Regions from separate parts of the Mus musculus genome. Here region 2 is linked to region 1. The links are chromatin contacts, called in public promoter capture Hi-C maps. All regions are on one chromosome and are shown on one strand. The core of a region is the stretch at or near the end of the contact, and the rest is flanking DNA. Distances in the headings are between cores, read along the strand shown. Region 1 holds the start of Zfp408 (zinc finger protein 408). Region 2 holds the start of Hsd17b12 (hydroxysteroid (17-beta) dehydrogenase 12).

What was found. Promoter capture Hi-C pulls out the DNA fragments that hold promoters and counts their contacts.
Region 2: a promoter capture Hi-C map of pre-B cells shows a contact between it and region 1, with 2.6 times the contacts expected there. The contact joins the promoter of Hsd17b12 here to the promoter of Zfp408 in region 1. A contact is called at or near these places in 2 of 39 promoter capture datasets (neutrophils and pre-B cells) and 1 of 9 other capture datasets (liver).

What each region holds. Positions count from the first base shown.
Region 1 is chr2:91,648,498-91,651,127 of GRCm38.p6, forward strand. Zfp408 (zinc finger protein 408) reads right to left here and starts at 1,294. Exons shown (of 5, transcript NM_001347175.2): 1 at 1,207-1,294; 2 at 654-928. The coding sequence starts at 1,252. It overlaps Arhgap1 (Rho GTPase activating protein 1), which reads left to right and starts at 1,621. Exons shown (of 14, transcript NM_001359970.1): 1 at 1,621-1,755.
Region 2 is chr2:94,156,576-94,159,205 of GRCm38.p6, forward strand. It overlaps Hsd17b12 (hydroxysteroid (17-beta) dehydrogenase 12), which reads right to left and starts at 1,334. Exons shown (of 11, transcript NM_019657.4): 1 at 1,135-1,334. The coding sequence starts at 1,294. It overlaps Gm39885 (a long non-coding RNA gene), which reads left to right and starts at 1,589. Exons shown (of 3, transcript XR_866573.3): 1 at 1,589-2,630.

The DNA.
Region 1 (2,630 bases), core at 44-2,543:
TAACTCTGTAGACCAAGCTGGCCTCGAACTCAGAAATCCGCCTGCCTCTGCGTCTGCCTCCCCCCGCCCCCCTCCCACCCAGTGCTGGGATTAAAGGCGTGTGCCACCGCGCCCAGTTCTATGGTGCTGTTTTATATCTTCAGTCAGTGAAGACCAGAGAGTCCACTCACCTCTCCTTAAAGGTGTGGAAAGCTCTAAACAGCACAGCCTTTCAGCAAATACCAAACAGAAAACGCTGCAAGAGCACCAATACTTTTAAACAATCCTTACTAATGCTTACAAAGCACAGGCGTATTTGGCTTGCATCGTGTCCTCTGGTCTTCCAAAGGATCTCGGTAACAGCCACAACTTTCTTTTACAGGTGAGTAATATTAGGTGTGTAATTTAGCTAACTAGTTAACAGGTTTGAATCTGATCCTGGTAACCTTAGCTTCTGACCTTTGTCTCTGCCAACACAGTAGGAATTCAGGTTCTCACAACTTCTTTGCATCTGCTTTAGTTACTGCTGCTTAGGTAGAGCAAGACAGCGCTGCAATGAAGGGACAATTATTTCTCGAGTTTGAAAATATCCTGCTTCTAACAAACTGGAAGAGCTGTCCGGAAATGTCTGAACCTCCCCCAAACTTTCAGACAGATGTCCGACTCCTCAATACCTCCTCGTGCGGTGTCTTCATTCCCTCGCCCTTCTCCAGGACGGACTCATCTTCCAGAGGTCCCCAATGCAGGCCGGGCTGCAGGGGTGCTCCTACACACCAGACCCCCAAGTGCTGATTCCTGGATCTCGAGGGGCCCACGGCCAAGCCCTGGGGGAGGCTCCTTAGAACAAGGATGGCAGGGCTCGTACCCGGCGGGCAGGCTTTGAGGCCCGGAGCAAAGCCTTTTCCGGAAGGGCTCCATCCTGAATCCTGGCCCAGGGGTGGCTCTGGGGCTGCAGGGAGACGGGAAGGCAGTAAAGGAGTGGTCCATGAAGGCGTGGGGTTGGGGAAAGAGAGGTACAGGGTCAGCTATGACCCAAGAGTCCGAGGGATTAGCAAGGTTCTAGTTAGTAGGGCCCTTGAATGGTTGGGAGGGAGTCTAGTCTCTTAGGGCACCGGAGCAGGATCCCAGGCTCAAGAGAAAAAGGGATGTAAGGGAATGCGCTGACTAGAAAAACGCTGTGGCCATCTAGTCCAGGGCTGAGGGTCGCAGACATCGCAGGTCACTCACGGTGCGGCTCTATTTTCCCCAAGATCACCTCCTCCACCTCCTTCATCGTGGGACAGAGATTCTCTCGCCACTCCCCTCTACCGGAAGTGAGCGTTTTTGTCCCGGTTCCTCCCGGAAACAGTCCTTGATTTTCAAATTTAAGCTCAAGGAAGAATCCGGGTGGTTAGGCATCATTGAAGGATGGACCTGGGAGTTTGGAAGTACTTGACAGATAAAACCCTGTCCGATGGGCGATACGAACCTAGGATTTCAGAGGCCCGCTAGTTTCCTGCATCTGGAAAAGCGGAACCCAACTCACTCACTTTAGGTAGCGGCGAGTCGGACAGCTCGGCTAATTAACCTCACATTTTGTCAGGTGATTGCCGGAAGTGGGCGGAGCACCAAGAAAGCCTTGTTTGGTCCGGGCAGCAAGCCGGAAGTAGGTAGAAGAAATGGCGGAAGTGGTTGGGGAGCTGGGGGCCCCCGAGGGGGCGGTTCCCATTCCCATCTCGGAGCCGGATGTTTGCCGAGCTTTGACAGGCGTGGCAGAGGAAGCATTGCCGGAACGAGGTGAGCTGCGGAGCGCGGGGTCTCTTTGGGCGTGGTGGTGGGGAAGAGCTGCTCTGGTCAACGGAAGGAATTGGGTCGGAAAGGGGAAAATCCGAGGCAGTGGGTCGGGAGTGGAATTGGGCCCGAGGGCCTGGGTCTCTTCGCTGCCGGGATTTTTCCCATTTCGGCGCCTGCAATGAGAAGACAGCCACTTTCTCTGACTTGTTCCTGCCCTCCCTCTGCAAGGCATAGGCCAAGCCAGAGCAAGCCGGTGGGAGGGAGGGAGAAGTCGTCCTGATCAGATCTGGCATAGCACTGAGAGCTAGAAATCAGGGGAAGTGATCCACCTTGTCACTTGATAGGCCGTGCTTTCATCTCACTTTCTTGTGAAACGAAATACACTCCATTCGTTGTTTGTTTTCGGACTCTATGCAAACATGATTATAGTTTAGAGTTGCAGCCTTGTAGGATTTGGGTTTTTCCAAAGTCACAAAACAGTCTGATTCCAGCACCAGCAAGTACTGTGACTTCAGTTTGCCCTGAGAAGTCTGGCTGCCCTTTCGTGGCGCCTCTTGGATCCCAGTGAACTTTGTGACCGACAGTCACTTAAGATCACTGTTGAGGGGGTTGACTTTAACCTAGAGAACACCTCAAACTGGAACTTGTGGGTTAAAATCCTGCGTCTGGGTTCTATGATCTGTAGCAGTTTGCTCCCTCCCTCCCTCCCCCCGCTTTTTGTTCAAACTGTAAAATGGTTTTTATAGCATATGCTGAACTACTAGTGCAGTTGTGAGGTGAATTTGTGCCCAGTTCATAGTACAAATATCCGTTTCCTTCTCCACTTATGAAATTCATTCATTCATTCATTCAGCTAATGACAGTCTGCTATGTGAAGA
Region 2 (2,630 bases), core at 84-2,583, 2.5 Mb after region 1:
AGCTGACAACAAAGAAACTGACCAAGTCAATTGTGAAATTATATCATCTGAATCTTAATCACAGCGAGCACTTTTTCCCCCAGGGACTATGAAAAGTGATTTTGGAAAGTTGTATAAAATCACTGTTTGCCCCACATCAAGGAAAGGGGCTCACAAACTCATTTCTACTTGAAATATTTTCTCCTATTATTAGGGTGTTGTCCCAAAAGATTAACTGTCATGTCTTTTCTAAGTCGTTTAAATGTTCTTTAATGAACAGAACAAACCTGAAAAGTAACATGATTTCTGTCCTGTGTTTAGTCCGTAGGCAACCGCACCCCAATATTCTATAAAATGTTTGAGTCGTGAACAGTGAGTTACAAAACACCAGAGAGCCACACATACATCATGATTACATGGGTGTTTGTTTTAAAGCCCTTCTCTCAAAAAATAGAAACAAAGGTGAGAGGGCTGAACTAGGATTTTCTCAACTTCTCTGATACGACCTTCGTTCTCATTTTTAAAATCTGTCAACTGAAAAGAAGAAGGTTCGCGTGTTTTGGTCACTTTTTGTAAAGACATTTTCCGCAAACTCTTGCAAAAAGTACTGAATACGATAGGAAGACTTTGTTTTCCCAGAACAGCGCTTCTTAGTCATTGAAACTCCAGAATAATTTACCAAGATTTCCTCCGACACCGCCTCCACCTCCCCCCTCCCCAAAAGGACTTGTTAAATTACATGAAACAAACCCAATTCAAGTAACTGGAGAATCAAGTTTCCCAAGATCCTAACTTCTGAAATCGTTGTCCCTGCAACCCTTCTTCCTATCTTCACCTATGCTCTCATCCATAGCACAGGGCCAGTTTTCAAGCCAAGTGAAAAACTTTATTTTAAAAAATAAATAAACACTGCAAGGGACACAGCGGACAATGCGCCTGACTCCGGCCGCCTGCCCAGGAGGGCTCCAACAGGACAAGTCCGGGGAGTTAAGAAAGGTCTCCTCCGTGCCCACCAGGCAGCAGCAGGTCAGATCACCCACCCCGCCAGTGCGCTCAGGGTCTGGAGAAGTTTCCGCGCTCCAGAGCGGGCTCGCTGAGCGCGAGCGACAGGGGAACAAGGGCCACAGCGTGGTCGCGGCTTGTGGTTCCACTCACCTGCCCATTCTCCGAGTCGCGGACCGACCAAGGCCTCGTTGCCCACGCACCACACCTGGAAGGCCCTGAAGAGCGAGTACGAGGCTCGCAGGGCCAGGTAGGCAATGGTGCTCGCGCCCACCCAGTACAGGAAGCCGGCCGCCGGGGGAGCGCACTCCATGGCTCGTGACTAGGCCTCACTACTACGGTGAATGGGGAAGGAAAAAAAAAAAAAGAATGAATGGGACGAGGAGGCGGTGCCGCCGTGACGGCGAAGACGCAGCGAATAGACGTGATTTTTTGAACGCTTTAGGTCTAAGACCCGCCTACATAGTCATATCCATGTGTCTATTGGTGACTTCTCTTTCCTGTAAGCGTACTATGTCTCCTATTGGTTAGCCTTCGTTTCGTAGCCCCGCCCACAATCCCCTTCGGCGCGCTCAGAGCCGCATTTCCGTATTAAGACAGTGGCTCGCTCACAAGCCGCTCAACGTTTGGCTCCGCCCACAAGCTTTACCTCGCACCACCGAAGCGCAGGGATCTCTCATTGGCAGAGGCGGCCCTTACGACTGCGGAAGGCTGCGCGCTGATTGGCCAGTGATACCTAACTGGGTTTAGCTCACATTTCAGGAAGGAATGGAACCGGAAAGGGAAGAATATAGTAGAAGTCCGGGAGGAGCTGGAGTAGTGCTTGTGATTACGTCTTAGTAATAACCGCTTTCGGATTGTTAATTCCTCAGACTTTTCAGATGAAGGTTTACGGTTCCCCTTTGTCTGCAGAGCACGCTTTCGCTCCATTTTTTTGAATGACTGCCTTAGCTCCCACAATGAACTTTATACTTGTTCCCAATAATTCGGAATTCCAGAAAACTCTACTGTGTAGTAGCGTTAACAGTTGTAAGATGAATGAAAAGTATCCTACAAGAACAGAGCTTATGGAGCAATTCTGGGAAACTCAAATTTTTTTATTGGACCTGGTCCAGTAAAAACCAAAATCATTTTATTTTTGTTTTGTGGGAGGATATTAAAGAGATATTTGTGTCCTATACTTTTTACTGTAAGACAATCAAAACAATAAAATCAAAACAGGAACCGATTCACCCCCATCAAGGGACTTCATGCTGGGATAAAAGAAAACCTAAAACGTGGGCAAACACTTCCAGAACACCTTACAGGGGAGGCAATGAGGGGCCAGTGGTGAGCTGGCTGGACCACACTTTGACTTGCTTAGATTTATGTTACTCTGGCCCATTCTTAAACCATAACTGCACATCAGAACCTAAAACATGGCTTTGGTGGAAGGTACTGGGTCTCTTTATAACTTTTCCCAAATCTTTTTTTATTCTTTTCTTTTCCTGCTGTTCTGCACTATTAATTTGACTGTTTTAGCTGACTTAGGAAGGACAGGTGACCGAAACTCACTTGTTGATGCACAAGCTGTGGCCCTGACTCTGAAAACAGGCCTTATGCTTGAGCAGCAAATACTTTACCCACCAAGCAATCTCCCCTGCCCTGAA